Regions from separate parts of the Sus scrofa genome. Here all the other regions are linked to region 3. The links are chromatin contacts, called in public HiChIP or PLAC-seq and promoter capture Hi-C maps. All regions are on one chromosome and are shown on one strand. Each heading gives the region's core, a stretch centred on a gene start, on an enhancer-like site or on the middle of the called end of the contact. The rest is flanking DNA. Distances are from core to core; before and after follow the strand shown. Region 1 holds the start of NDUFAF3 (NADH:ubiquinone oxidoreductase complex assembly factor 3). Region 2 holds the start of SLC25A20 (mitochondrial carnitine/acylcarnitine carrier protein). Region 3 holds the start of DAG1 (dystroglycan). Region 4 holds the start of USP19 (ubiquitin specific peptidase 19). Region 5 holds the start of CCDC71 (coiled-coil domain-containing protein 71).

Region 1 (6,001 bases), core at 944-3,443, 370 kb before region 3:
TAAACCCCAACCACAGCAGTAATGACACCAAATCCTTAATCACTGGGCCACCAGGGAAATCCCCCTCTTTCTCTCTTTTTTTTTTACTAGGGATTGAACTTGATGCAGCAGAACATCCATAATCTCTGCCCTGGAGAAGTGAGAGTGCCCAGAACTCAGAAGAGAGAGGATTCTAGGAGCAGGAAAAGCTTGGCAAGGTCCCTTTCTGGGCCAGGGTTGCAAGGCCCTGCAGGGAGGCTCCGAAAGAGCACTGGGCGGACACGACATTCCCGATGGCTACTTGGGTGCCCACTCAACGGGAGTGATCGTGTCATTCCAAAGCACTTTCCATGCCGCAGGTGCACAACCTAGGGTCAGCTGCTAATAGGATTGGGGGCCAGAGGCTGAGCTGGGGTCTTCAGCTACTCTTGGTGCATGAGGACACTTACAGTGGCTTTACCCCAGGAAGTGAAGGGCTATCTTTAGTCAGCTGTGGGCTGGGGTGGCCCTGGGGGACTCACCACCATTGCAGACCACCATTGCAGCCCAATCAGAAGTCCCTGTGTCCTCCCTCCCTTGCCAGTGCTACCTTGGGATCCAAGAGATGGCCACAGCCTGGGCTCCCCGACGTCTACGCCTGTCATTTCCAGCCTGAGGGCGCACCTGAGAGAGGGACAGAAATCAGAGTGGCCCGATAAAGTATGTCTGGGGATCAGGGGCTAGCCCACCGAATCTGGGCCAGAACGCTGCTCAGGCAAGAGAGCAGGGAACGAAATCCAAGTGCAGCTGGAATGCTCTGGAGACAACAGCTGCTTTTGGGATTCCGTTGCCCGCTGTCCAGCCGTGGGGAGTGGGAGGTTGAGAGGGGTAATCTCTTGCCTTGGTGCCAGATCAAACTTCCTACATTCCCAGTCCCAGGAGAGGGAGCCAAGAGAAGGTGGTGAAATCAAGTGCGGTAGGAACGAGCCGCTCGCTCACCTGGGCCCCAAAACAATAGGTGTGGTGGGGACCCCCCCCCCCGGGACTGGGTCCCAATCTGGATTAGATCCACGGGGTAGGATTAATCCTGTTGGTCCCATGCAGTCAGGGCCACTACACTGGCGGTGGCGGGGCGGGCTTCAGGATCAGCCAAGAGGGAAGCGCGCCCGTGGGGCCTCGGAGAGGAAGTAAACCCTCCCCTGGGACACCCCCGCACCCGGGCCCTTTGTCTGGTGACGCTGCCAGTGTCGGGAGTGCGAGAAGCCCAATGAGCCCTCAAGGCAGCGACGGGACCCCCGGAGATCTACTGAGAACGTCCTCGGTTGTTCGAAACCCCCCCGCCAGCCTGGCCCCGCGGGCGGCAGACGCAGCAATGTTTCCCCGGAGGCCACCATACAGTAGGCGCGCCGAGATGTCGGAACCTGCGCGGGCGCCAGCGACTCTGGCACCAGTAGGCCTTCTGATTCGGCTCAAGACGCGGGGGAGGGATTCTCTGGACGCAGAGCGAGGTGAACAAGAATAGGGCGATACTCCGGCCGCTGTATAGTTCAATGTCTGGTCCGTTTCGGCCCGGTCCGACCCAGGAGCAGCAACGACCAGCCTGACGTCGCGTCCTCTTCCGCTTGTTCTAGCCGCAGAGTTGGAGCCATTTTAAGGCGAAACCACTCAGCCACGCCCCCTCGCCCTCCAGAGAAGCCAATCCAAGCGCAACGACGCCTGGTGTGAAACGCCGCGGCGTTGCCAACGGTCGCGCGGGTGAACGGTTGGGAGGGGCTGAACTCGGAGGGCGAGAGGGGGAAACCTGAGCTGCCCGCACCGCCCTCGGAATCCGACTCCGCGAAGCCGGGATTAGAAATTTGGAGGCTGGCACCACGCCCTGGCCAGGTGTGCGGGACTCGAACAGGTGCTAGGCCGCCCCTCCCCGGGTCCCAAGAGCCCGGCTTAATGGCTAAGAGCCGGGGGCCCGGCCGCGGCTGGGGCTCAGACTGTGCTGAGGCCTGTCACGCCACCAGGTGTCCGGCTCCCCCAGAACGGCCTGCGGGGGCCTGGGGCGGGGCGGACGGCAGCTGCAGACACTGGAGCCGCACCGGGAGACCCGCCCTGCTGGGACCTAAGCCCCTGGTCGGCTCCCTCCCGTCTCCAGCCCGGGGCCGGCAGAGCTGCGCGGTGCCCTCCGCGACGCTGGGGGCGCTGTCGTTGCTCCGGGCTGGGTGACGCCACGACCCCGCTGACCCTGCGCCGGTCTCCCTGTGCGCTGATCCGCCATGGCAGCGGTGTTCGTGCTTCGGAGCTTGTATCGAGCGCGACACATCCTTCGCTGGCCGCTCGCGCAGCTGTCCTGGTGAGGCCGGACCCACCGTCCCTGACCACCTGCCCCCCACAGCCAGCGACTCCCAGCCCCTTAGACCCCGACCATACCCCTCCGCAGGGCCCCAGGGCGTGGGCATCGGCTCACGCCGACGGATGATGAGCTGTATCAGCGGACGCGAATATCTCTGCTGCAGCGCGAGTCCCCGCAGGCGATGTACATCGACAGCTACAGCAGCCGCGGCTTCGTGGTCAATGGAAATCGCGTGCTTGGGCCCTGCGCGCTGCTTCCGCACTCGGTGGTGCAGTGGAACGTGAGCCCTTCCCTGCAATAAGGAAACCCGAGGACCAGAGTCAGGCCTGCCTTCCTGACTCCGTCCTTGGCAAACTTGGCTTTTCTTTTGCCCCGCTTTGGAGCAGGTAGAGGGTCGGTGGGGAAACCTCCATAGACTTGTAATTAACTTGTCTCCTTCCCACACAGGTAGGTTCCCACCAGGACATCACCGAAGGAAGCTTCTCTCTCTTTTGGATGCTGGAGCCCCGAATAGGTACTGGAGGAAGGGAAGGCTGAGGTGATGAGCCCCGGAAACCCACCCTCTCGATAGACCTCGTTGCAGCCTTGCTATGCTCATCTTTCCCTAGAGATTGTTGTGGTGGGCACTGGAGACCGGACTGAGCGGCTGCAGCCCCAGGTGCTGCGAGCCATGAGGCAGCGGGGCATCGCTGTGGAAGTGCAGGACACAGTATGTCTGGTACTCGGGAATGCTGAGGCGAGCCCAGGCCTGGCCTTGGCCCTAGCCCAGCTGATGCTGGCTTTCTCTTTGCAGCCCAATGCCTGTGCCACTTTCAACTTCCTGTGTCATGAAGGCCGGGTGACAGGAGCTGCTCTCATTCCCCCACCTGGAGGGGCTGCTCTCACATCTTTGGCCCAAGTCTCAAAAAAATGAACCACCAGGAACCTTGCCACCCTTTGCTGAGTGCAGGGGTTTCCAGTTTTTACTAGCTCCTCCCCTTTGGCACTGTAACAACTTGTCTTTCTAGCCAGCAAATTAATAATTTAATCTACTTCTCACAATTTTGTACTAGGTGTATTGCTGGACAGGAGCTGCTGGCTCCGTGGGTTCATGGAGGGGGTTGTGAAAAAATCAAGGGGATACTCAAGAGGCGAGGAAGCTGTATAGGTGTCTGTTATAAACTGTACATCTCTTTGCTCACATGCAGATTTGAGGGGACTTCAGTGCTTTCTCCACAAGGCCCTTTAGAGATTCAAGTTAGAGAACATGTATGTGGGGTCTCAGCCTGATCCCCTGTGGCCAAGCTTTGGGCTAGCAGGAGGCCCTGTGGATGCCAGTCTATAGCCTCATGGCCTGTTCTGTGACCCTTTCTTAGCAGCTACAGTCAGAGTCACAGTTTGAGACCAAACCCTTGGGAGCCAGAACTGGTCTGAGCTGCCAGAGAAGGGACTTTCTGAATCTAGCACTACCACCTACGTCCAGGTGCTCACAGCACCCTCATCTCAGGGCTTGAGGTTTTCCCTGGAAATGACGGTACTGTGTTGGTGTGTATCTGTGATGGTGGCAGCTGCAGAGCACTACCTGCTTGTTGTTGACCTCAAAGATCAGGCATCACTTTTTTTCAAACTTTTATTGAAAAACCAAGGAGGTGTGCTGTATCCCTTTTCAGAAAAGACGCTTCTCATACCTGTTGGCAGAAGGACCAGCTGTGAGGGTGAGGGCAGGAAGACCGAGGCATGGGAGACACCTCAACCCCAAGGACAGAGGAATGGAAAGGGTTGGTCACTTACGAATGAAGGCTGTGGACGCCACCTTCAACCTGAGCTGAAGATGTTCTCTTTTCAAACTTGAGCTCCCCAGAATACATCATGGCTCTGAACAGGGGTGGTGGTCAGATGTGGGGAGCTGGCCCTCGTCCAGCCCCTCTAGTCGATGGCCCTGCTCCCTAAACTTACCGGACTTGGGTTAAACTCTTAGCACCAATGTCCTGGCAGGAGTGCTGGATGCCGGCAATCAAGTATGGAACAAATTTGTGGATGGATCCTTTGTCCTGCACAGCCCCAGACACCCCCTGGGCCACCTTGATTTTGTCAGCTTCACTGCAAGAAGAGGCAAGAAACACAGACAGGGTCAGAGCCTTGATGATACTGCCAATGTAGAGTTAGCATACAGTAAATGGCTTGCCTGTCCCACCTGAAATATCGGTTCTGGCTGCTGAGATGCTTGTCCATGGCATCAAGAGAACCCATGCCACGATATTTCTTTAGTCGGATCCCATCAGAGAAGAAGTACTCGCCAGGGGCCTCAGTGGTAGCAGCCAAGAGGGAGCCCATCATAACTATGGACAGGAGGAGGGAGGGAGCCCATCATAATTGTGGATAGGAGTGCTGTGGGAAGACCCTGACTGCATTAGGAAAGCAGTCCCACCAGGCTTCCTGGGTGTAAGCCTCACCTGTGGAGGCCCCAAGGGCCAAAGCTTTGGCAATATGGCCCACATTTTGAATTCCTCCGTCAGCGATGACAGGAACACCAAATCGCCGTGCATATTCTGACACCTTGTACACTGCTGTTGCTTGGGGACGCCCACACGCCAGCACTGTTGAGACATGGAGGAAGAAGTGTGGGGGGGATGGGGTTAGTTGGGTGCTGGGGGTGGGGGGGGGAGAACAAGCAAGAAGCTCTGTGGCCACAATCGGCACCCAGGAGCTCTCGCTACACTTGCACCAGGACTGCAGCCTGGCTGAGGAAGTCTTGTCTGGGATGGCTACTGTCCCAGCTGCCATGAACAGTACAAATAGCTGTGATGGAACTTCACTCACCCTTCGCGTGTGCGCGTGCATGTATGCATGGCCCAGGGCAGCCTCAGGCACATGCAGTCAGCAGCTGTGAAAGCCCCTCCCAATTGGCATCAGGTCGGGTAGGGGTCACGGTGCAGTTAGTACCCAGAGGCCCACCCTTTGCTCCCTGCATTGTGGGCAGCTCAGGCAAGATCAGGGGCAGTGATGGTGTGGAAGGAAGAGTGGATCCCATAGCTGGTTCTTAACCTGTGACTACTGCAAGAGACATGGGCAGGGCAGGGCCTACCTGGAGGAGGTCCTGCCCTACAAGCATCCCAGGAAGAGATGGGAGCTGTGTTCTTGAGCAGTTCCCAAAACCATGGTCTGTCATTCAGTTTGCCCTGCCCACCCATCAGCACCACAAACCCCGGGAGCTACAGCTACAGTCAACCAAGCAGCCGGGCAGTGGGCAGCTGGGCTGGGCCAGTGGGCCGGGCCAGACTTACTATAGCAGCCCGTGACAGTAGAAGGGCATTTGGGGCTGTGGGACTTTATGTCTGGAGGGATCTTGGGAGCCGCTAAATAAAACAAACAGACCAGAGTTTAGAGAGGGTGCGGAGCAGGAGCTGGGAGGCCAGGCTAGGCAGGGGGGAAGTGGCAGGTGAAGAATGACAAGAGCTCGTCTTGCTTCCAGCATGTTACTCATCCAAGGAGCCTGTTTGGCCCTGGGGCTGCCCCTATTGGAGGACTCAGTGTAGTTCCTGTAAGAGCACTTGGCTCCAGGGCATGTGGGGCTAAGGTCCTTGATAAAGCCAGGTCTCTGAGGGTCCTGCCAAAGCATCTTCTTACCTTCTTGAGTGATGCAGATGGAGCCACTGCCCATTCCCACCCTCAGGGCATCTACACCAGCATCAATGAGGTTCTTGGCCTGAGCAGCGGTGACCA
Region 2 (6,187 bases), core at 2,738-5,237, 470 kb before region 3:
GGGACTTAGTTCACATAGCCTAATGTTTTCAAGATTTATCCATGTTGTTGCAAGTGTCAGAATTTCCTTCTTGGAGTTCCTGTCGTGGCTCAGAGGAAATGAATCTGACTAGTATCCATGAGGACACAGGTTCAATCTCCAGCCTCGCTCAGTGGGTTAAGGATCCAGTGTTGCCATGAGTTGTGGTGTAGGTCAGAGATGCAGCCCAGATCTGATGTTGCTGTTGTTGTTGCTGTGGCATAGGCCAGCAGCTACAGCTCCGATTCAGCTCTTACTCTGGGAACCTCCATATGCTGTGGGTGCGGCCCTAAAAAAAAAAAAAAAAAAAAAAGGAAAAGCATTTCCTTCTTCTTAAGGCTCAGTAATTTCCAATGTATGTATATGCCACATTTTGCTTATTTATTCTTCCGCTGGTGGACACTTGGTTTGCTTCCATGTTTCAGCTATCGTGAATAATGTTGCTATGAACAGGGGTGTACATGTATCTCTTCAAGACCCTACTTTCAATTCTTTTAGGTATACACCCAGAAGGGGAATTGCTGGATCTTAATTTTAATTTGTTGAGGAACTAGCATACTGTTTTCCACAGTGGCTGTACAATTTTACATTCCCAACGATAGTACATAAGTGTTCCAATGTCATCAAATCCTTGTTAACACTTGCTATTTTATTGATAGTAGCCATCCTACTGGGTATGAGGTAGTATCTCACAGGTTTTTGTTTTTTGTTTTTTTGATCATAGCTACAACATGCAGAAGTTCCATGGCCAGGGACCGAACCCACACCACAGAAGTAAAAATGCTAGGTTCTTAACCAGCTGAGGTTAAGGATCACAAAGGATCTCATTACAGTTTTTTTTTTTTAACTCAATGAATTTTATTACATTTATAGTTGTACAACGAACATCACAACCCAATTTTATATCACGTCCATTCCAAACCCTTAGCCCATCTCCCCACCCCCCAAACTGTCTCCTTTGCAAACCATAAGTTTTTCAAAGTCAGTGAGTCAGTATCTGCTCATTATAGTTTTTATTTTCACTAATGATTAGTGACACTGAACATTTTTCCTTTTTTTCACATTTATATATCTTTTTTTGCAGAAATGTCTATTTAAGTCCTTTGCTTATTTTTAAGTTGAGTTATATGGCTTTTTGTCATTGAGTTGTAGGCGTTCTTTATATATTCTGGATCCCAGCCAACATGTGCCACCTCACAAGAAATCCTTGAACCAGACCACCTACCTAAGTGGCTCCCCAAATCTTGTCTCACAAAGACTGTGAAAATTAATGAATGCTGTTTTAAGCCACTAAGCTTTGGGGTAGTTGTTACACTGCAAGAAATAACCGACACACCCAATGACTTCTGCCATCTTTTTCGTGCTCAGAGTTCTACTTCCAAATCCTTCTCATGTTGCTATCATACTAACCTCTCCAAGACACCATTTTCACCATGCTGTTCCTCTATTACTTGAAATTTCTCATTGTTGTATTTGTTGAGGCCTTATATCCCACACTAAGGAAAACTCTCTCTCTAGGCAATGGAGGTAACATGCAGGTCTGAGGTGTTTATGGGACACTACACAAGAAACATCCAGAGGCTCTCACTGCTTTACATCCAAAATCCCTTACTTGGCCTTCAGATCCTCCATGGTCAAGCACAACCTCCCCTAGTAATAGGAAGAGAGAAATGGATCAAAACTTCTGCCTGATACCTTTTTGTGATTTTGTATAAATCTCATACCTGTCTCATGACATCAAGCACCCCAGCCCAGCAAGAACATTAAAGTCCTCCATGGCTGGTCTTATTTTATAACCTGGCTTCCACTGCCTAGCCTATATTCACCTTCACTCCTGCCCTCCCCCTATGCAGAATGTCCGGGTCTCCCTACTTCTTCAGTCAGAACTCAACCAGCCCTTAACCACCTGCTATAGAGCCTTTCCAAGCTCCAACTGTGAAGTGCTGCAGCTCTTGCCTTCTCAAGCCACCGTTAGTCACCTTGGACCTCTGAAAGTGCCTTCAAGCCAGACTCTGATTAGATCCTACCTGGCTCTCTGAGGTCAAAATGATAGCAGTCAGCAATATGCAGTTCTGCCTTAAGCTAAAAGGAGACTTTGTGGCTATTAAAATTGCCACTTAGCATTTTCGGTCATTTACTTTTCAGTACAGAGGTCACTGGGCCCTTCCTGGGAATGGGGAGAAAGGGCAAGAGGGTACAGAGCTCCTATAAGGGAACAACAAGGCTTTGTTTGTCTTTAAAGAGAGGCCCCAGATGCCTGGAACTAACAAGATTTCCACCTACATAGATCAATAGTAAGAAGAGAAACCAGGCAATTCTATTCTCTTACTAGACAGTGCTGCTTAGCAATAACCACTGTCTGGGAAGCCCTAACACACACGGCATTTACCAAATACTGAGTAAACATCTGATTTCATATTTCACAGGGCCCAAACCAGCCCGGCTGCTTTAATCCTGGTTTGTGATAGAATAACCCCAGATCCTCTCCTAGATGAAAGACAGCAAGGAGCTTCCTGCCCAAACTTGCCTAGAGAATGTCCCCAAAGCAAATTCTCTGTTGAGGAAACCCTGTCCAGCATTATATAAGTCCCCTACAGAGGCTTCCCACTCTATAGACTCATGTCTATTCCCCAGGCTCAACCTCACCATTATCTGTCAATTTCCTCCAAGTGTGTGTTCAGAAATAAGGTGAGAAAACTAAGATGAAGCTTTGAATGCAAAGTCACAGAGCACTTTAAGAGTCACTTTCTTAAAGTGTTTCAGGGGGAAGAATTGCGGCATCATGTGAGAATAAACAAGGAACAAACCCTGATGTGTTTTCCCCTTCCCAGAGCCTCAATCTGACCATGGCTTCTTTAGTTGTTGTGAGGATCTGCCCAGCCCTGGACAAAGCTGATCACCTGCTTTCCTTGGAAGAGGCTCAGTAACTGAGGACATCATCACTTCCCATAAGAAGCCACTCAAGCTACTGTAGGGTGACAGGTTTAAGTTGGTCAAGCCCCTCTCTGGGTCAAGAAAGGTGCAAAGGAAATAGTGATGGAGCACTCTGGCTCAGAGGAATGTGTCAAAAGACACGTTCCAGAAAAACGATGCCTCAGTCTTTAGCTCTCTTCTGGAAGGGGGCTTTCAGATGAACTGTTTCTAACTTGCTGATAACATGAGGGAATGCAGAAGTCAGAGCTTCCATTCCCAAAGAGGTGGCACCAGATAAGAGGCTGCCGGACGGAGACATTTATTTAAATCAAGGGCCCTGTGGTTCCTGTCGTGGCTCAACGGTTAAGGAAGCTGACTAGCATCCATCAGGACGCTGGTTCGATCCCTGACCTCACTCAGTGGGTTAAGGATCTCGCACTGCCATGAGCTGTGGTGTAGGCAGCAGACAAGGCTAGGATCCTGCATTGCTGTGGCTGTGGCATAGGCTGGCAGCTACAGCGCCCATCCCACCCCCAGCCTGGGAACCTCAATATGCTGCTGGTGCGGCCTTAAAGAGACAAATATATAAAAATAGATATATATAAATAAATAAATCAAGAGACCTTGGTGAACGGTTAGAAGCTGCTCGTTCTGTGCCATTCAGCTCTTTGGGGTGCAGGAACAGTTTCCCAGACCCCCAAAAGGAGTGAAATGAAAATTCCCTGGACTTCTCGTGGAAGCTCCTGCGGGACCCCTTCTGTCCTAGGCCGAGCCTCGAGGGAGACCCTGCTTTTCGCTCCCTGCCTGGGCCTCCTCCCTCCGGCCCGCGCCCCAGCCTTCTCGCACCTTGACCGTGTCCAGCGGATGCCCCACGAACACCAGGCACATGCCTCCAAAGCCGCCGGCCAGCAGATTCTTGAGAGGGCTAATGGGCTTTGCCTGGTCTGCCATGGTCCGTCTGAGTCACAGTATCTGCAGCTTTCCAGCGGCTCTCGCCCTACCGCTCCAGCCACAGCGCCGGAACCGCCGACCTTTCCCCTACTTTTGGGTGGGCGGGGCATAAGCCCGGGGCAGGTCGGGAGGAGGGTCTAGACCGCTCCCCCCGGCCCGGCTTCCGCCGGGGGAGGGCTTCTTCCGTCCGAAGTCCCGCCTCGATGGCTTGAAGGAGTAGGGGCTGGCCGAGACGCGTTGTGAAAGGTCTGTTTTAGGTTCTCGTTCCTCCACTCGGTTGGCAGAAGTTGATGGCACTCTGCTGTGTGACAGGCTCCTTTCCAGGTGCTGGAGGCACAGCTGGTAACACTGCGCAGGGGTCCCTGTTCTTATGGATCTTACAGACCATAACGAGGATAAATAAGTGGAAAATGCAATGTATCCAGTGGTGATAACTGCAATGAAGAAAAATAAATCTGGGAAGAGGATGGGGGGCAAGTAATTTGCAATTTTAATTAGATGAGTAAAGGAGGGTTTCACTGAGAAGGTGACTGGATTCAGGACCTGAGAAGGTGAGTTCTGTCCACAGATGTGAAGGGGATGGGGAGGGACCTTACAGGCAGAAGAAAAGAATGCAAAAAACCCGGAGATGGGCTGTGCCTGACCAGTTAGAGATGCCAGAGGGAGGCCTTTGTAGCTAGAGCAGAATTAGATAGATGAAAACATGAAGGTAATGGTGGCATATCAAGCAGGACTTTGTGAGCCTCTGTAAGGGCATCAGTCTCTCCTCTGAAGGAGATGGGAGCCATTCTGGGGTTTTATGCAGGAAAGTGGCATAGTCTGACTTATGAGTTAACAAGATCCTTCTTACTGCTGGATGAGAATAGACTATAAGGCTAAAGGTCTTGGTCAGAGATGCTGGATTGGACTAGAGCACAGCAGAGTAGGTGGTGAGGCATGTTTGGATTCTGGATATATTCTGAAGAAAGAACCTAAAAGAATTGTTAATGAACAGAATATAAGGTATGTAGGAGAGGAGTTAAGGATGATGCTGTTGTTTTTGGCTTATTTACTCTAGGTAGACAGTATGCAAGTATTCACTATATTACTCTTTTTTTAAAAAAATGTTTATTTTTTATTGAAGTATAGTTAATTTACAACTTTGTGTTAGTTTCAGGTGTACAGCAAAGTGATTCAGCTATACATGTACATATATCTATTATTTTTCGGATTCTTTTCCCATATAGGTTATTATAGAATACTGAGAAGAATCCCTGTGCTATAAGTAGATCTTTTATATTACTCTTACATTGTTTCCATATGTTTGAAATTTCTCAAATTAAAAAGTTGTGAACAGTTGGAGTTCCCTTATGGCTCAACTGGCTAAGGATCCACTGTTGTCACTGCTGTGGCTGGGGTCACTGCTGTGGTATGTTCCTTGGCTCAGGAACTTCCATATGCCACAGGTGCGGCCAAAAAAGAAAAAAAAAAAGTTGTGAACAGTAAACATACCCCTATTCTGCAGCAAGTACCTCACTGCCAAGCTGACGTGTTAATAGTCCTCCTTTGTAGGCTCTCCTAGGCTAGCAAGAAGCCTAGAATGGGGAGGGTGGACCACATATGCTAGGGGTGGAAAGATGAGTGACAGGGTCAGGATTGGGATCAGGAAGTAACTGGCCTGTCTAGTACAGAAGGCCTGTAGGGGAGTGGAAAGCAACAAGTTGGGGCAAGGCTCGAAACCCTGTTTACTCTGAGCTATAGGCTTTTTCTAGATGGGATGGGGAACCATGGAAGAATTTTAACCACAGTGGTGACATCAGATTTGTTTTAGAAAATCCATTTTGGAAGGATGAATTTGCGTTGGGAGAGGATGGAAGCAGGGAGATCAGTTAAGGGAAGATTACAGTGGTCCAGGAAAGAGGCAGTGAAGGCATGAACTGAGCCAGGGACCATAGAAGGACAGAAAAAGAAATAGATCCCAGAGGCATTGCCAGAAAACTTGCAGCAGCTCTGGGTTTCAGACACATTGCAATTGCAGTACCAGTGACACATCTGAGGACATATCTGATCAGTGTCAGGTATATGACTTGGGAACCAGGAAAGAGGTGAAGGCCAAAGACAGAAGCCAGGAAGGCTTCAGCATAAAGATGTATACACAACCCCTAGAAGACTGTGCCATGTGAAGAAGGGCAGTCATGGAAGAAAGTTGCTAGTAGAATTTTGGAAAATAAAGAAAAAGTGGTGCTTTTGAGACCAAGGGATGAAAGGGTTGAATGCTGGGTCAAGCTAAGGAATTTTAAATTCTCCTTAGGTGTAACTGCTTGTC
Region 3 (5,899 bases), core at 494-2,993:
CCCTCCTCCTAGGACTAAGAAGATCCTACCCCACCTTTTGGCACTAAGTAGTTGAGGTAAAGACCTTCCCTTAGCTAGAGCTCTAGGGAAGCTTGGGCATGTGGTGCTGGGTCCCTGGAGGCCAGATTGAGGCATGGTGTCTCATCTAGCAAGACCAATGCCAAAAATGAAGGGGAGTCACTCTAGCATCCATGGATGGTCAATGAGGACTAAAGAGCAGTAGCTTCTGTGTAGATGGTAAGAAGGATGAGGTCTGTGCTCACTGCTGTCTTTTGTTTTGGAAGAACATTTACATATAATTGTACAGTCAGACACTAAAATCCCCAGCAGAATTTAGGGCTGCAAAGCAGTGTCTGGTGTATGTTTGGGGGAGGGGAGGACACGCTGTAAGTTGAAGGAGTGAATGAAAGAATGTATTTTGTTTAGAAACTCATAATTTTCTGCATTTTTAGCCTTTTCAAAGAAGCTAAATTTCAGAGCTGGATTTTTTTTTTTTTTTTTTTTTTGTCTTTTGTCTTTTTGTTGTTGTTGTTGTTGTTGCTATTTCTTGGGCTGCTCCCTCGGCATATGGAGATTCCCAGGCTAGGGGTTGAATCGGAGCTGTAGCCACCGGCCTACGCCAGAGCCACAGCAACGCGGGATCCGAGCCGCGTCTGCAACCTACACCACAGCTCACGGCAACGCCGGATCGTTAACCCACTGAGCAAGGGCAGGGACCGAACCCGCAACCTCATGGTTCCTAGTCGGATTCGTTAACCACTGCACCACGACGGGAACTCCCAGAGCTGGATTTTTTAAAGTTTTAATATCTAAAGAATGATTTGGGGATTTTCCTTAGTCTTTTTTTTTTTTTTTTTTGTCTTTTTGCCATTTCTTGGGCCGCTCCCACGACATATGGAGGTTCCCAGGCTAGGGGTCGAATTGGAGCTGTAGCCGCCAGCCTACGCCAGAGCCACAGCAACGCGGGATCCGAGCCGTGTCTTCGACCTACACCACAGCTCATGGCAACACTGGATCGTTAGCCCACTGAGCAAGGCCAGGGATCGAACCCGCAACCTCATGGTTCCTAGTCGGATTCGTTAACCACTGCGCCACGACGGGAACTCCCCTTTTTTTTTTTTTTTTTTTTTTTGTGGATTTTCCTTAGTCTTTACTTCTTTTTCTGGTCTGTATGAAGTTTGGAGCCCATGAATTTAAGTTTAAAGAATCAAAGGGAAGGAGTTCCTATCATGGTGCAGTGGAAATGAATCTGACTAGTATCCATGAAGATGCAGGTTCGATCCCTGGTCTTGCTCAGTGGGTTGGGGATCCAGTGTTGCCATGAGCCATGGTATAGGCCACAGATGAGGCTTGGATCCCACATTGCTGTGGGTATGGTGTAGGCCAGTAGCTGCAGCTCTGATTCCACCCCTAGCTTGGGAACTTCCATATGCTAGGGTGAGGCCTAAAAAAAAATATCACAGGGAGTTCCCATTGTGGCTCAAGGGTTATGAACCTGACTAGAATCTATGAGGATGCAGGTTTGATCCCTGGCCTCATTCAGTGGGTTAAGGATCTGGTGTTGCCACAAGCTGCTGTGGAGGTTGCAGATGAGACTGGATCAGGTGTTGCTGTGGCTGTGGGGTAGTCTGGCAGCTGCAGCTCTGATTCAAACCCTTCCATATGCTGCAGTTGTGGCCCTAATAAGAAAAGTAAAAGAATCGCAAACAGGTATGTGCATTTGGGAGATGGGTCATTCTTTTTTTTTTTTTTTTGCTTTTTAGGGCCGCACTGGTGGCATATGGAAGTTCCTAGGCTAGGGGTCAAATCAGAGCTACAGCTGTCAGTCTACGCCACAGCCACAGCAATACCGGATCTGAGCCTTGTCCGTGACTATAACATGGCTCACAGTAAAGCAGGATAGCACACTCACTGATAGAACCTGCATCCTCACGGATACTAGTTGGATTCACTAGTTGGATTCGTTTCTGCTGAGCCTAAAGGGGAACTTCCGGGGCATTCATTTTTTCTCTCTCTGGAGTCTGCTTCTCCCAGTCTTTCCTAAGGAGAGGAAGAAAGCAGGGGAAACCCAGTTCCACCAGGATCCCATGAGCAACCTCTGGCAGGCAGTAGCCAATTCTGTGTTCAGAATGTAATAGCTGACAAGAGTGCGGGCCTGGAATTCCAGCCTGGCCACAGGCCCAGGAAGGGATGGACACATTCTGCACAGGGAACAGAGTCCACCACAGGTCCCATACCCCGACCCGTTGAGTAATTGTTCAGGTCTAGTAACTGAAGCATCTGAGGCCTTTGAGGTGTGGGGGGGTGGCTAGGTAAGCCCTAGGGACAGTGAGAGCGTCTGTAGGAGCCTCCCCTTTAAGGGAGACAGACCTCAGCAGTAACTACCCGCCTTTCTTCCCCCCACCCCCTGAAAGAATGCGGGCCTTGAGTGAGTGACCAGAGCCAGCGGGTCAGAGCTATTTCTGGCGCCTGAGGAGCATCGGATTCCGGGTGTTGAGGGCAGGAGGAGGGGACGAGGGTCAGGCCCGAGCCACTTCCTGGACGCCCCCGCCTGCTGGGGGCACCCGGAGAGGGGCGCGGCTCCCTGCCCTTCCGGTCCTCGCCTCAGTTTCCTCATTAGTATAGGAGGCGGGCAACCGGGCCATCATCGTTTGCAATTTAGAGGACGCTTCCTGAGTGTTTTCTTGGCTTAGAAGTACCTGATCTGCGTTAGAGAGAAATCAGCAGGGCCAAAGGCAGTCTATGGATGGCTAGTTGCGGCAGGGCCAGTCATTAAGCCTGACCACCCGGGTAGGTTGGATGATTCTCAGCGGCTCAAATGCCTGAGGTTGGGCGCGGCGCCCCTCCCCCGCTCCCAGGTCTGAGAGCTCCCCGAGACGCGGACAGCTTGGGGCGTGTTCTAGGGGCGGACTTGGCTCGCCGCGGGGCGGGATTTCCAGGATGGGGCGTGTCTTTTCGGGTGGGGGCGTGGCGGGCCAATAGGCAGAGCGACGCTGGCGCGGGCGGGGGCGGAGCCTTTGCGCGGGTGCGGCGCTCTGCGGGGCGGCCGACGCAGGCAGAAGCGGGCGTCGCGGGGACTGTCGGTCGGCGCCGCACGGAGCTGGCCGCGGGATTGGCTGCAGCACTCGCGTGTCAGGGGGTTGCTAGGCTCCGGCCGCGCGCCCCGCCCTCGCGCTCGGCGCCCTCTCACCGCTCGGTACGTGCTCGCGCTGAGGCTGCGGTGCGGCGCTCGCGCTCCTTGGGCTCGGCGGCGGCGGCGCGGCAGCGGCAGCGGCAGCGGCAGCGGCAGCATTGCTCCGAGTCCCCGGGGAGAGGCGACGGAGTCTTGCGGCCCGGAAGAGCGAGCACCTGCTGCAGCCCACTAGCCGGGGCTCGGTGAGTGCGCCGCCGGTCCCCCGCCGCCGTCCTAGCCTTCCGAGGAACACCTGCTGCTGCTCGCTGTTTGGCCCGGGGCGGCGACACGGTCGCGGACGTCCTTGCGGGTGAGGCGGCGGCTCGGCTGGGGTAGAGCCATCCCGTTGTTCTCGGCCCTTCAGGCCAAGGCTGGGGGCGTCCGACGTCCGGGCCCAGGCTGCGCGCCGCGGTGATGGGCCAGGCCTCAGCCCGGAATGCGCTCGCGGGAGCGAGGGGCCTGCGCGTCGGCCGCGGGCGTGTACGACCTGCGGACTGCCTCCCGGGCTTCCACAGAGGGTCGCGCGGCCCAGTTTGGCCAGAGCCAGAGAATGGGGCGTTGAGCCCCCGCGGGAGGCAGGGAAGAGTGCCACAGCTGCTGGGTCTTGGAGCACTCAGAGCTCTGGGGTCACCCGTCCACACACGTATACACTTGGGTTTCTTCGGAAGCCTGCTACTACCTTTTCGTCTTTTTATTAGGTATTGGAAAACCGTATTCTCCCGCGGGTATATTTGGAAAATGTCTTCAGAGAAAATGCTCTCTCGGTTTAGAATCCTTTTGCCATAAATTCCAAGTTAATTTCATACAAACAACTACTAATTTAAAATGCATATTTTAGTCTCTGTGACTTGAGAAGCTCTTAGGTTTGTGAACTTAGTTCAGAACCAGTTTTAATGGTGACCATGCATGAAGTTTTGCTTTGGCGAGAGCTGCAGCCTGGGACAGCTCGGTTATAGCCTAGAGTTCTAAGTTAAGAGTAGGGCCTGCTGTTTCCTTAAATAAGCAAGCAGGCATGGTTCCTGGCATGGAAGCCAGACTCTGTGCAGGGAGGGTGGTGTTTATAGGACATAAGTCCAGATAAAGAAGAGTTGGATGTGCTACCAGGTGTTTTGAAGTTTGGTGTAGATGGGATGTTATAACTTTATCAAGTTGTTCTGTGCTTAGTGTTCGGAGACATAATTTTGGAATGTCCCCTTTTAAAAAAGAATTCAACATTGGAGGCATAGTGTGAATATGGAGAAGCTGAATTAAACTTGGTTTGCCTTGGAGTCTAGGAATAAGAGCTCCTGGCCTGCATGCTTAAAGGAGTTTGAGAAGCCATTTGAGGAGGGAGTTGGATGCCTAGTGTGAGCCAGCTCAAGGTCTGTGGGATACTCTCAAAAGTAAAAGTACTATATAGGCACACATCTGGTTGGAACATGAACGCTTGTGTTGTTATGTGCCTCTGTTTAAAGAGGCTGAAAAATTTATTTGGCAAAATGCATTCATTTATTTAACAAATATTTGGCTTCACTACTTAGCAAATACTGTGACAAGTCCAGGGGATCCACATGAAAGAGGCTGATTCTGCTCATAAGGAACTCAGTTTTGTGGACAGTGGGGCATGGGGAACCTATGATTGATAGTGTCTGCCGCACTAAGTGTCCCACCACTAACATGGTGTTTTGGGAGCCTGAGGAGAGAGGGAATTCCTGAGTTGATTCTTGCAGGGCCAGCAGGAATTAGCCAGGGGACAGCAAGGTCCCAACACAGAAGAACCACATGTATATGAGTGCCTAAAATAGCACTTGTGAGTCCTCCAGCTTGGCAGGTGGGAGCCCTAGACCTTTCTTACTGAGCTCAGGAGTTCACATTTCATACTCAAGGTGCAGGAAAGCTTTTCCTCAGTGGAGTGGCATGGTCCAGACCTCTGTTTAGAAAGATCTTGCTGGTGGCCCCATAGGTAGTAGCAGGGAGGGGTGGGAAAAGGACCTCTGGCTGTGAGGGCAGCCAATAAAGGAGCAATGAGGGAGGAGGAGGCAGCTCTGGAGACTGGCTGAAAAGTTTGAGCAAAGGGGATACCAAGCTGTGATGGGGGAGGAGACTGCATTCTGGAACGTGTGGGCCAGAAGATTGAGCGTGACCAAGAATTTAAACCACCTCTTCTGCAAGTTTGCTGGTGTCTCTTAAACAATGAATATGATGGAGTTTGGAGGGACCTTGGGGCCACTTAGACTGGGATTGTTGTTTAGAAAAGGAGAAGCATGGCATTTGTTTATTAAAAACTTTAAACAACCTTATTTCTTACTTTAGCTGGGGGCATTGCTTTTCCTCTTGGGCAGACAGGGCTGGTATATTAACCTCTGAGAGTAAATGTGTATTCATCCTTGTTGTGACACATGAGAGCATGTTCAGTCTTTTAACTTCACAGTTGTTCCAGCCTTTTCCTGAGCCCTGGGTCAGTGATGCGATGGATCTACATCAGCCACAGTTGAGGGTCTTCTGTGTTTCTGCTGTATATGCATCATTGCTAACGTTTGTGAGAATCCTTGATAGTGGCCTAACAAACTGAGTCACAGATGAAGGAGTGTTCCCACAGTCACACAACTGTTAAGTGTCAGAATTAGGATTCAAACCTAGTTTGAACGTTTTGCTATATCAATCTGTGTTTGTGTTGCATCAAACTGATAATGGTGGCCTCAGTTGGGTCCTTCTCTGGCAGAGACCAAGCCCAGGTGTCTGGTGGTG
Region 4 (5,816 bases), core at 174-2,673, 290 kb before region 3:
GCATCACCCCGGGGTCCAGGGCCATCTCTGGACCCTTCCCCTTCTGGCCCTCTGCGGAGATGCACAGCTCTCTTGGCGCTGGGGCCTGCCTGGGCCCCAGGGCCAGCCCCTGTGCCTGCCTCACTACGGCCCTGGGCCCGTTTCTGGTTCCGGGCCTCCTGCTTAGCCCGGCGGGGCTCAGGGCCTGGCTCCGAGGCAATGGGAGATGCTTCCTGCCCATTCTCCTGGCACCGCAGCCCTGGCACCAACTCCTGGGTCCCTAGAGGTTTCTTCTGCCAAAGATACAGCAGTCAGACTTGGTCAACTACAGTGAGTATCCCTGCCTTACCTTGCTCTGGAACTTACCAGGAGAGAGGGCCACATGAGCATAGGCACCTTCTTGGGCAGTGAGAGCTGCAGGAGGCCACCTTTGCGAGCCTGCACTTTGGTACAGGAACCATCTATCTCAGCATAGAAAACACCACCCCACTGCCGACCACCTGGCGACAGAGTGGAAGCAGTGAGCTGGGGTAGGAGATAGCCAAGGATTCAAATCTACTGCTAGGCTCAAAGCAGATGAACAGACCTGGAAGCCGCACCACACAGTCTGTGTCCGTGAAAGCAGCATCTACTTCATCCAGCCTCAGGGGACCAGCTCCCACACGCAACTTGACAATCACCTCATCAGAACTCTGCCTCCAATCCAGCAACAACTCTGTAGAAGGAGTTCCAAAAAGATTGTGAGGGTCTCCATGAACTTCTGATGAGGATAAGCAGGCACCAGACACCAACCCTAACAAAATTGTTCTAGACAAAGGCTATAACCCCACGACCCCCCCTCTCCCCTAGCAGTCTAACATCCAGAAGGCCTGTACATTACTCACCCTCTTTGGTATGCTCCTCCTGAGGAGCGGATGCTGACCCTGACAACAAAGGAAAGAACAGGGAAAGGATGACAGATGGGAAGCCTCCAAGATTCTAACACCCACCAAACACCATCTTTAGGATCTCAGCCAAGCACCCCAACTTCAAAGCTAAGGCTCTACCCAGCCTGCCATTGGTCCTTCTCTCAGCATCAGATCAGGACAGAAGGAACAAAAAAGTCATCTCCCAACCTCTAATCCACACACTCAACAGGAAGGGAGGAGCAGAAGGTCATGAGCCCTCTGGGATTGACACTACCACCTCTCCTGGGATCTCCATCCTTGCTCTCCTGGTTTGCTCGATCCTTCTGCTTCTTCTTACTGGTGGCCTCTTCCAGTCCCAGGGGCCCTCTCCTTGGGCCTGTGGTGCTGGCCCCTCCAGACATCTTGAGCCGCTTGGTCGACAGCCAGAGTGCCCCAGGGTCGGCAACGGCGTCTGGGTCAGGGCTACGGCGCTTTCTTCCTGGCCCAGCTATCTTGGCAACTCTTTGTGGCCAAATCTTCCAGCAAGGAACTGACAGCCTAATGAGAAGCAAACCAGTGATCACTACCAAGGCCCCAAATTTGCTCCTTGGTCACGCCCACGGCTTGGCAACCTGGGACACTTCTAACCCGACAGAGCAATGTCTCTCCATCACCTGATCTAGCCCTGGATACTCTCAGACTATTCCTAGAGGGAAACAAAAAACACAAGGAGCAGCAGCCACTGCTGGCTGAGCATCCTATCTAGGAGGTCTGCCATGAAGACCCACAAAGGAGTCTCACTGAGGAGACGCCAGGTCAAGGCAGCCACAGCCTGGGACCAGGCTCCACCATCAATCTGGAGAGGAGCCATGGCTTCAGCCCACAGGCTGGTGCTCTGAGCAGGGTGCTCACTTTCCCTTCACTCTCACTGGCTGCTTAGTCACCACCCGAGAAGTAGGAGGTGGAGGAGGAAGGCAGGAAAGAGGGAGACAGGCAATCAAACAGCAGGAGGACCAGGCTCTCTGGCTGAAAACAGGCCCAGCCCAGCTGCTACCACTGACCAGGCAAGCTCTTGAGATTAAGGCACCTCACCTGCCACCAGCCAGTTCCCACCCTCCTCTGAACCTGCTTCTATGCATTACTCCATTTATTTCTTTTTTTCTCCTACATCTGGAAAGATTTCTCTCTCCAGTTGCTGTCCCATGCAGACAGAGAATTGTAAAAGCCAGGGTGAACAGTGCATTCAGATGTCACACTACCATTTCAGCAGCAATCCTGCCCCAAAACCAAGGCAGGACGGGCATCCAGTTTGAGACTGAAACCCTTCCTTACCAGGTCCACACATTTATCAGCTCTGAGCCTGAGACCTTCTACCCATTTCCCACAAACCCACCAGTGGGTTCTGGGCTGTTTCTTCATCCAAAATAACGTTCTCAAAACCGAGATAAGGTGGGCATGAAGGAACCATGGAACCAGGACCCCTAGCAGCCTCAAGCATGGCCTGAGACAGTAGCAGGACAGATAGTGATTAGTCTGTGTTCCCAAGGGTTGTGGCTATGAGGGGAGGGGTAAGATGTTCTTCTATGGGTCAGATGTGGGACTAGTGAGCTGCATCTTCAATGACGACAGGTCCAGAGCAGAGGGACAGACATCCTCCGCCTCTTTGCTCCCAGGCCCCAGGCGAACATCGCGTCCCTCCCCTTTCCTCCTGGGACATTAAGGAGGGAAAGGGGCTGTCTAGAGATCCAAGGCCGCGCGGGGTTACTGACCACAGACCGGCGCCGGCCAGACTGCAACCCAGCTCCAGCCTCCGAACCCTGGGCCCATCACCACTACCACCTCCTCCAGGAAGCCGCCCTCGCCCGCCGCCAGCCCTCTCCAAGACCGAAGGCCGGTCACGGGCGTAACGTAACGGCCCCGCCTGCACCAGTGGGCCCGGCACCCCGTAGGGCTCGAGGGGTGGAGGCTGGTGCGGCCCGTGACCTTGAACAGGCTGCCCCGGGCCGCGTAGCGGCCTCCCGGCTCTGGCGAGAAAGGCAAGCAGCGGCCCGCCCCACTCACCGAGCGAGGCCGCCGCCGCCAGCCCTCTTCGGGCCCTGGCAACCCGCTCTCGGTTCCGGTTCCGGCGTCAGGTCGGTTCCGGTTCCGGCGCGCCCCTCCCCCGTCCCGGCGCCGCCGCCACCGCCTCAGCTGCTTGTTTTGTTTCGACTTCTAGTTACGGCCGCGGGAGGTTGAACGCAGAGCCGATGACGCACTTCCGGCGGGAGCGGGCACGCGGCGACGGGCAGCTCCGGGGCGGGCCCGAACGGAGGAGGCGGGGCTCCGGTGCCTCGCTGGGGCCCGGCTGGTGGCGGCCTCTATGTTCCGCCCAGAGAATCCCACCCTCCCCAAATCAGAGTCCAGATAACACAGCGATTCACACTGGTTTATTGGGGGCCTGGCCAGGCTAGGGACTTTCCGTGCACAAGCAGTAATGCGTGCGGGGCGGGGCTGGGACTGGGGTAGGGCTGGGGCTGGGGTCACTGGCAGGTATTGTAGATCTGGACCTGCAAGTTGATAGCTTGAAGCACGCTGCGCATCCTGGCTTCCAACCCGTCCAGCTGAGCCGCTTTGCCCTCCAGCGCCCGCTCATTCTCTTCATAAGTGCCTTCCAGCTCTAGGAGAGACAGGTCTCAGCAGAAGGGTCCTTCTTTCAGAGTCCCACGTCTCTGGCGCCCACACGCTGCCAGCCTCACCTTGCAGCCGCTGTAGCTTGTCTTGAGCTGCCTGCAGCAAGTCCCGAGCTTCATCTCGCAATTGCTCCGCCCGCACTTGCGCAGCCAGCACACCCTGGGCCTTGCGCTCAGCCAGGGCCCTCACTGTCTGGTACTGGTCGCCTAGTGGGCCCTGCAACAGCTAAGAAAATAGAGGGCAGAGTCAGGGTGGTGACCCAGTGGAGGCCCAGGCTTTACCGCCACTGCTTCCAACTGGCTCTGCCTCAACCCACCTACCTGTTCAGCCTCCTGAGCTCGACCCTGGGCACTGCCTGCTGTTTCTTCAGCACTAGAGGCTGCCAGGCTATTCCCTGCTCGTTTCAATTTCAGAGCCTCTAGGAGTCCATCCAGTTGCTGAGCCCGCTCATCTGCAGAACTCAGTGCCCGCTCTGCACCTGACATCCTCTCCTGCACCTGCCACAGGTGGGTTCAGGGTTAAACAAGTCTACGCAGCATGCTCATAACCTTGCCCCACTGATGCCCCAGAGAGACGACACCTGGTTCAGGGTCTGCTCCGTGTCCTGTGTGTCAACCATTGCCTCCTGGATGGCACCCTGAGCAGCACCCTGTGCCCTCTGGGCCTCCTCCAGTGCCGCCTGTACCGTCTCTGCCTTCTGTTTCTCACCCTCGGCCCGGCTCCTGGGGAAGAGAGGTAATCAGGACCCTCAAGTATCAGAACCAGGTGTCAAGGATGGGGTCCAAGGCTGGGGTCAGACCGTGCCCGCTGCGCATCCTTCAGTAGCTGCTCCGCTCGACGCACATCTCCCACAGTACGCGCTAGGATCATGTCCACATCTGCCAGGCTCCGGACCCGCTCTGCAATCTCGCCTGCCAGATGCTGGATCTGCTCAGGTGACGCTGGGATGGAGAGCTCTAGCACTCGTGTGGCCACCATCTCAATGCTATCAGGATCAGCCCCCTCCTCTATGGGGATACAGGCAAGGGCTTAGAGATACAGGTTCCCCAGCACAGGCATGGGGAAACAATCCTGGGGTACAGACTCAGGGACCACACATGGGGTATGGATTTGCTAATAGGCATAGGGATGTAATCACAATGACAGGGACTATACGCAGGACATAGATTCAGTGTCATGGACTTGGGGACTACATATGGGCAAGGGCTCAGGGCCAGACATCCTGAGCCCTTGCCCATCTGTGGTCACAAACACAGGTACAGTGCAGGCCCTGACCCAAATATGAACACAGACACGGGGGAAACACCACATGGCCTGGGCCACAAGGGAGGCTCACGGCTGAGGAAGTCCTTCACACTCTGGATAAGTTCCCGCAGTTCCCGGTTGGCCTGTTCCACCTGTCCCCTGGAAGCATTAGCCTTGTCCAGGGCTGCCTGGGCCCGCTGCTGTGCCTCGCCTGCCTGCCGACGGGTCTCAGCTACCTGGCTGAGGATGCCACCACCTTCTGCCAGTGCCCGCTGCAGTTCTGCCTGTGTGTGGCGGGCCCGACCCAGCGCCAGGTCCGCCATGGCTGCTGCTCCACTGCAGCTGAGGCCCCCACAGCGAGGCTGCCCATCCTCGTCCCGACAGCCGGCACCCCCACAAGGACTCGTAGCACAGGGTGCATCTCCCGGGGACCCACACACCTGCCAGGCACAGAACAAGTCAGGGCCCAGTGGAAGGAACATCCACACCCACATGTCCCATCCCACACTTGTACCTCACCAGTTCATTTATGCCTGTCAGGCTCAGGGTGTGGGTACGGGCAGAGAGCTCGCCCAGTGCCTGCTGGTTGGCCATGTGCTTGCGGTTGAAGTCCTCCCTCTGGGCACCCATCAGCACCTCTGTCCGGTGCCGGGTGCCTGCTGAGTGGCTCACAGGGCTGGGCACTGTCAGGGCCGAGGTGTTGGCACGACGTTCTGCCTCTGCAGACAGGCTGTGGGCATGGCGGATGCTGTCATAGGCACCTAAGTTGGGCAGAGGCAGGCAGTCAGCTGAAGGTCAACCCTGATCCACCTGCCTAGTTGGCCAGCAACTCACCCAGGAAGTTTGAATGCTTGAGCAGGTCCAGATGCTGGTCAAGCTGCCGCAATGTGAGATTAAGTGCAAGCCCATCTCGCTCTAGACTGCTTAGTGCATGGTTGGCATTAAAATTCTCATCCTGTACATCTGTAAGCTTTGCCTCCAGCTGGGTCAGGTGTTCAGTGGCCTCCCCAATTTCACGCCTGCATGGATGGTGGG
Region 5 (5,988 bases), core at 2,984-5,483, 260 kb before region 3:
GCCTCTGACTCAACTCCCAACCTCTTACCACCAACTGGGGAAGTTGAGGCTAGACCTGCTCCTGGAAGAAGCAGAGGGGAGAACAGGCAGAGGTACTTCAGACTATTTAGGTCTGGCCCTGCTCCAAATAAGCCCAGGAAAAGCCCCAAGGTTTCAGCCAGTGCAGGCTGGGAGACAGGGCCACACTGCCTGCGAGGTTCCTCACAGAGCTACCTATTGTCCTCCTCTAAGGAACCTGTCTGGATAACAAATCAGGGGAACCTCAAGGGGAGGTTTCCCACTTCAGAGAGGCTCTGCCCCCACCCTCAGGGCCTTGGAAGCTGCTCTTTCAATCACATCATGACCTGCCCGCAGCACCATCTCTGACATCTCTGTTCCTGGGGCTGCTTTTCTTATATGCTCAAACCCATCTACTTGCAGTCACACACACAAAGACCTTGGAGGGTGGGCAGGAAGACTAGAAGGTGGAAAGGTATAAAACGTGATAGATGGAACAGTGGACATACAATTCGAAGAGTAACAAGTCCCAGTGCATTGCACCATGAGACCACCCCTCCCACCTGCCCACCCCACCCATGTCCTTCAGGACGCCAGTGGCTCTCAGGGACTGGAGAGGCACCCCAGAGTCCTTGGGGTTATGGAATCCATGGGCATTGCACTCTGTGACAATGACCACACAGACAAGTGGACTCAGTCTCCCCGAACACTGTCATCAGGGTGCCAATTATGGCAGCAATGGCTGGAGCTGTATTATAGGAGAAAGGTTCACATGGAGGATCTGCTGAGCCTGCTGCCGCACCTCATCATCTGAGGACCTCCTGTCCACCTTGATGGCCTGGAATCTCAGGAGCTTTGCTGTTCCACGTCCTAACCACATCTTAGGGGATTGGGGCCCAAGACGTGTTCTCTTCCGGGGAGGAAGATCCTTTTCCTCATCAGCCCTTTTCCTCTTCTGCCCCACAGTCTCGGGGCATCTTTTCTGGCCCTTCCTTGCAGTCCTGGCCTGAACAGACCTTTTTGGCCTGCCCCTGCCCCTGGGCTGGATCCGAGCCACCTTGGCCTTGGCCTGCACTGCCTTGGCATTGGCCCGCACTGCCTTGGACTTGGCCCTGGCCCTGGCCCGTGCTGCCTTGGCCTTGGCCTTGGCCTGCACTGCCTTGGCCTTGGCCTTGGCCCTGGCCCGAGCTGCCTTGGCTTTAGCCTTGATCTGTGCTGCCTTGGCTTTTGCCCGCGCCTTGGCAACTTTGGCCTGTGTTCTAGCCACCTTGGCCTGAGCACGGGCAGCTTTGGCCTGGGCTATTTTGGTGCCCAGTGAACAGCCACCTTTCATTCGTGGGCTGCTGAGGGACCCAGTGGCTTTGTAGGTCTTGTTCTGGGGCCCATTGCCTTGTCGGGGTCCAGCCCTGGAGCCTCTTTGAGTCAGACCCTTGGGGCCCTTGCTTGTGGCTTTTCTGGGAACTTTGGGCTGGGAATTCCCCGGGCTCTTCCCTGGACCTCTCCGCAGCTTCAGGGGAGAGTCTGCAAGTGAGAGCTGCACTGACTGTGCCTTGTGCTTGGCACTCAAGCAGGGTATGGGAGTCTTGAGTGGAACCAGGGCCTCAAGTACAACGGACAGCCGCATGGCAGGGTAGACACCTGGATAGAGGTGGGTGGGAAAGCCCACTGCTGCACCCTGGGCATGGCTGGCACTTGACTGCTTCAGGGAGTTCAGTAGCAGGTTGGTGGTGGCATGCTTGGTGAGAGGTGGTGTGGACGCTTTGGCCAGCCTGCCAGACAGTGGCATGGGAAGCAGTGTGGCCTGGCCTGCAGAAAGCTGCATGGGAGTTCGGGGAGCACTGGCTGGAGGTGATGTGGCAGCTGGCATGGGGGCACGAGCTTGCAGCTTTGTCTGGCTTGGGGGGTTGGCTGTGCATGAACTATAGCCATAGACATCACCGCTCCGCAGGATGGTAGGTTGGAAGCCATCATCCCGCAGGCCCTGCAGGAAGGCCACAAGCTGGGCCTCAGTGGCACTGAGATCCTGGCTCATAGGGTTAAAGACAAGCAGCGCCTCCTCCAGGGCCTTCTTCCCTGCCGTGGAGATCCGCGACCAGGAGTGCACAGCTTTCTCCTCCACATGCTGCACCACCACGCTCATGGCATTAGGCACTGCAGATCTGCCTGGGTATCCACAAACCAGGGCTTGGCACCTCCAAGGCAAGAGGAAAAAAGTCAATAAGAACGGCACCAAGATACAGGCCAGGACAGGTAGACAGGTCAATCAAGACCAGCATTCTTCACAATAACATCTATGGATACAAAGGACCCTGGCCAGAATGAGACACTCCCTGGGGTAAAATCCTGGCTGTTTGAACTACCATGGTGGTGGGGGGGAGGTTGAGGTGGGGGACTCATATGGGTCAGAGGCAGCTTCATCAGAATACCTGACCATAGGCTCATCAGAGCCATCCAACCTGTTGTTGGGGCCCTGGAAATATTTAGGCTTGGCCAAATCCCTAGTATTAGATTTAACACTGGGAATATAGGCAAATATCTTCCAGACACCCTGTACAGAAGGCAAGATAGAGATTATCTTCTAAGTTCTTGGCAATACACACAGGCACAAAGCTCAGCTTGCCAATGGGTCAGTGAAGGATTACTGGAGAGGGATACCCAGGTGGGACATGAGTGATGAAGAGAAAAGGACCAGATGGAAATGGAGCAAAAAGGGGAGCAGCCAACCAATGGCTTCGAAGTGAGAAAGAGTATGACAAACTTGGTGTGACTAGAACCTGTGGTTAGGGCTGGGAAGTCTAGCTGAAAGCAGGGCAGTACAAATTTTGAATGCTCTCTGAATGCTGGTCAAAGGTCCCAGACTTACACCCAAGTCCAAGACCATCTCTGTTTCTCCAGCTACTGCTGTTCAGGGGCCCAGGGTGGAGGCTCCCTGTCTATCAGAAGTTCTGCTTTCCAAGTTCCCAGACAGGGTCCAATTCCTGGCACTAGAGCCATGGAGACTAATCTTAAGGAAAGAGCCAGGCTCTCTTTCAATAAAAACTAAAAAGATGATGAGTAGCAGGTACTAATAACACAGCTCTAGAAAGTTAGGCAGCCAGGAGCCAAGCAGCCAGACCAAGAGTCCAAAATCTGACAATGGGAGCCAATGACTCCAAGTAAAATGGTTAAGATAGTAGACACTAGAGATTTGAGGTATCCTAACTAGGGCTTGGGCTGCAGACCTAGTTCAGCTCATTTGGAGCTGTCTGAGAAGACCCAAGTTGTCCAGGCTTCTCTGAAGCTGTGAGCTCTCAATCATGACTAGCCCAACCCAGCACCACACAGTTCCACCAGAGCATTAAAAGATCAACTGAGATGAGGCAAGTCCCTAGGGCCAGGAGGTGCGTCTGTGCAGTGTCTTCCTCCGCCCTAGTGGAGCAGAGGAATTATTCCGAATTCCCTGGAGGAAGTGCCCTGGGGCTCTTTGTTTGGAAACATTCTTTGATCCTCAGGTGTCTAGGCACCTCCCCTCTCTAGAGGCCATTCTCCAAGTACAATCCTCGCATGTGACTTTAGTTCTTTTATTTTATTTTTTTCCAGGGATTGTAGTTTCCAAAGCTGAGAACTGTACAGTAAGGAGGGGCCCACTACCTCCAAGAACACATATTGGGGGTGAACTGGGGGGCTCTTCCGCCCAGGTCGGTCTGGGCCCTTGGGAGCGGTCCTCTGGGAGTTCCAAGACACTGCAGCCTGACCCCTGACCTCCCTTCACACCTGCCCCCGAGACCGGCAGGGGAAGCTGGTGAACGACGTGGGACGGGATAGGCCCCATCCAAGTGGAACCAGGGAGGGGGCAGACCAGGACCCTCAGGCTGGGAGTCCGCGTCCCTGGGGTCCGAGCCGAGGGTAGGAGCGGGGGTCTTGGAGGCAGCGAAATGTACGGGGCGGGCGGTGGGAGCCCGACCGGGTCGCACAGCCCCAGGGTGGGGTCGTTGGGCACGGGGTGGGGGTTGGGGATCTCGGCCGGGCCGGCAGAGGGCGCAGGTCCCGAAGGAGCCAGCCGCCCGGCCCATCCGCCCTGCCGCCTCGCGGACGGCCCCTCCGCGGCGTGGCTAGGCCCACGGCCCCAACCTACCGGCGCCGCCGCAAGGACCCAAGACGCACCTCTGCGCCGCCTCCGCTGCTCCAACATGGCCGCCCGCTGCGCACCGGAAGTACGCCGCGCTTCCGCTTCCGGGACCTGGCCCGCCCCAGTGACCCTTGACCCCTCGAGACCCCGTTTCCCCCAAAGTCTGGGGGCGGAACAAGTAAGAACCGAGGAAGACTTCCTGGAGGAGGTGGCAACGAAAACTACCCTAAACTCTTGGGGGCCTGTGCAGGAGTTTGAGGGGCAGAGGTGCTTTCTGACGCTGCCCGAGGCAGGACTGCACCAGAGCCCAGACTAGCTTGGATTAGGGGCCTAACACCCTCTCTGAGGGGCCTGATGGTTCAGTGACATCTTACCAGGGAGGGTATCCTGGTAAGGTCCAAGCCATCCTTCACCCTCTAGTATCCCCATGAGCTACTGACAAGGTCTGTCTCTGTCCCATTTGCCTGACCAGAGGGTGAAAGGAGTGCACTCTGCCTGGGAGTGTTGCACAGGAGCCCCTTTATTTTGTAGCAGGGGTACAGCTTCTGAGGGCAGTAGGCCTTCTCTTCCTGAGAATGGGGGCCACCACATGTGGTATGAAAGGCTGGTGTGCACACATGTTGCATATAAGCCCAAAGTTATAGGCGTGTCCAATCTGAGAGTCCTAATATAACAGTGTGGGCCCGAGTATGTTTGCTTAGGAACATGCAGACAGTTGTGGTGGGAGGATCCTGGTCCAGCTTCAGCTCCCTCAATGGCAGGAAGCCTTCCCTCAAGTCTTAACTGTGCCCAAATTTCTGTTCTTTGGTCTGAGAGACTGGGGCCTATCTTTCCATCTATAACCTGGGGGCCAGCAGATGGGTTCACCACCCAAACAGCACCAGATGAGAGGATATAGGGGAAAATTAACACTAGGAGTCTGAGGGGGGCCAGAATGGTCTCTAGTGCTCTAACCTAAGTCACCTCTTGGTTAGGGGCCCCCCATACCAGGATGAGAACCAGCCTGGAAGCCCTTGTTTCATGGATGAGATGGTGGGGAAATTAGCACCTTGTTCAGTTCCTGAGCTACGAAGCAAAAATGCTGTCACAACTTTTGGTCCTAACATGTAGAGTGGTACAAATTTGGTAGCTGGGGCCAGGTGGAAGCTGGAGGGTGGATGAATGCTTCATCTGGGGGCTAGTTAATAGCTCTCCTCCCTTCCCATAAAACCCCAGGATTCTCTGGCTGCTTACAGAGGGGTCTGGGCACCTCTAAAGAGAAACACACACCATACCCTAGACCTCACCTTGTGCCCCTGAGCTTCCCAGGGCCTCAGCACTGATGGTGGGGTCTTCAGTGCCTTCACGCACAGTCAAGATGTCCAGAAAGAAATGCAAATTCAGAGTTCCTGCTGTGGTGCTATGGGTTAAGATCCATTGTTGTCTCTGTGGTGGTGCAGTTTCGATCCCCGGCCCAGTGCAGTGAGTTAAGGATCTGGGATTGCTGCAGCTGTGGCATAGGTCACAGTTGTAACTCAGATTTGATCCCTGGCCTACTTCCATATATATTGCAGATGTGGTCAAAGACAAAGAAAAAAAAAAAAGGAAAAGAAAAGAAAGAAAGAAAGAAAGAAAAGAGGGAGTTCCCATCGTGGTGCAGCAGAAGCAAATCCGACTAGGAACCATGAGGTTATGGATTCAAACCCTGGGCTCGCTCAGTGGGCTAAGGATCCAGCGTTGCCATGAGCTGTGATATAGGTCGCAGATGCGGCTCAGATCCGGAGTTGCTGTGGCTATGGTGTAGGCTGGAAGCTGTAGCTCCAATTAGACCCCAACCTGGGAAACTCCATATGCCACCAGTGTGGCCCTACAAAAGACAAAAAAGAAAAAAAAATGCAAAACTA

The links. Promoter capture Hi-C pulls out the DNA fragments that hold promoters and counts their contacts. HiChIP or PLAC-seq counts read pairs in DNA pulled down with a chosen protein or histone mark.
Region 1: a contact with region 3 is called in an H3K27ac HiChIP or PLAC-seq map of alveolar macrophages. The contact joins the promoter of NDUFAF3 here to the promoter of DAG1 in region 3. A contact is called at or near these places in 1 of 47 Hi-C or Micro-C datasets (embryonic fibroblasts) and 2 of 2 datasets of contacts at active chromatin or transcription factors (alveolar macrophages and skeletal muscle).
Region 2: a promoter capture Hi-C map of fetal liver shows a contact between it and region 3, with 2.1 times the contacts expected there. The contact joins the promoter of SLC25A20 here to the promoter of DAG1 in region 3. A contact is called at or near these places in 1 of 5 promoter capture datasets (fetal liver) and 1 of 2 datasets of contacts at active chromatin or transcription factors (alveolar macrophages).
Region 4: a contact with region 3 is called in an H3K27ac HiChIP or PLAC-seq map of alveolar macrophages. The contact joins the promoter of USP19 here to the promoter of DAG1 in region 3. A contact is called at or near these places in 3 of 5 promoter capture datasets (fetal liver, fetal skeletal muscle and liver), 2 of 47 Hi-C or Micro-C datasets (embryonic fibroblasts and liver) and 2 of 2 datasets of contacts at active chromatin or transcription factors (alveolar macrophages and skeletal muscle).
Region 5: a contact with region 3 is called in an H3K27ac HiChIP or PLAC-seq map of alveolar macrophages. The contact joins the promoter of CCDC71 here to the promoter of DAG1 in region 3. A contact is called at or near these places in 2 of 5 promoter capture datasets (fetal liver and liver), 6 of 47 Hi-C or Micro-C datasets (alveolar macrophages, brain, embryonic fibroblasts and 2 more) and 2 of 2 datasets of contacts at active chromatin or transcription factors (alveolar macrophages and skeletal muscle).

The regions. Positions count from the first base shown.
Region 1 is chr13:31,654,748-31,660,748 of Sscrofa11.1, forward strand. It overlaps NDUFAF3 (NADH:ubiquinone oxidoreductase complex assembly factor 3), which reads left to right and starts at 2,194. Exons shown (of 5, transcript NM_001243606.1): 1 at 2,194-2,299; 2 at 2,387-2,579; 3 at 2,747-2,813; 4 at 2,908-3,008; 5 at 3,093-3,340. The coding sequence starts at 2,223. The coding sequence ends at 3,212. DALRD3 (DALR anticodon-binding domain-containing protein 3) reads right to left here and starts at 1,559. Exons shown (of 14, transcript XM_021070653.1): 1 at 1,355-1,559; 2 at 569-642. The coding sequence starts at 623. It overlaps IMPDH2 (inosine-5'-monophosphate dehydrogenase 2), which reads right to left. Exons shown (of 15, transcript XM_005669533.3): 9 at 5,906-6,001; 10 at 5,563-5,634; 11 at 4,732-4,875; 12 at 4,473-4,617; 13 at 4,235-4,378; 14 at 4,070-4,153; 15 at 3,895-3,966. The coding sequence ends at 3,945. MIR425 (microRNA 425) reads right to left here and starts at 326; the gene lies at 247-326. It also overlaps MIR191.
Region 2 is chr13:31,549,302-31,555,488 of Sscrofa11.1, forward strand. It overlaps SLC25A20 (mitochondrial carnitine/acylcarnitine carrier protein), which reads right to left and starts at 3,988. Exons shown (of 9, transcript XM_003483178.4): 1 at 3,778-3,988. The coding sequence starts at 3,882.
Region 3 is chr13:32,026,276-32,032,174 of Sscrofa11.1, forward strand. It overlaps DAG1 (dystroglycan), which reads left to right and starts at 1,744. Exons shown (of 3, transcript XM_021068744.1): 1 at 1,744-2,790.
Region 4 is chr13:31,735,010-31,740,825 of Sscrofa11.1, forward strand. It overlaps USP19 (ubiquitin specific peptidase 19), which reads right to left and starts at 1,424. Exons shown (of 26, transcript NM_001271714.1): 1 at 1,162-1,424; 2 at 864-902; 3 at 566-739; 4 at 346-479; 5 at 1-272. The coding sequence starts at 1,288. LAMB2 (laminin subunit beta-2) reads right to left here. Exons shown (of 33, transcript XM_021070660.1): 26 at 5,616-5,800; 27 at 5,301-5,542; 28 at 4,873-5,221; 29 at 4,336-4,543; 30 at 4,117-4,258; 31 at 3,857-4,033; 32 at 3,602-3,761; 33 at 3,273-3,522. The coding sequence ends at 3,386.
Region 5 is chr13:31,767,027-31,773,014 of Sscrofa11.1, forward strand. CCDC71 (coiled-coil domain-containing protein 71) reads right to left here and starts at 4,234. Exons shown (of 2, transcript XM_005669536.3): 1 at 4,141-4,234; 2 at 1-2,189. The coding sequence starts at 2,137. The coding sequence ends at 725.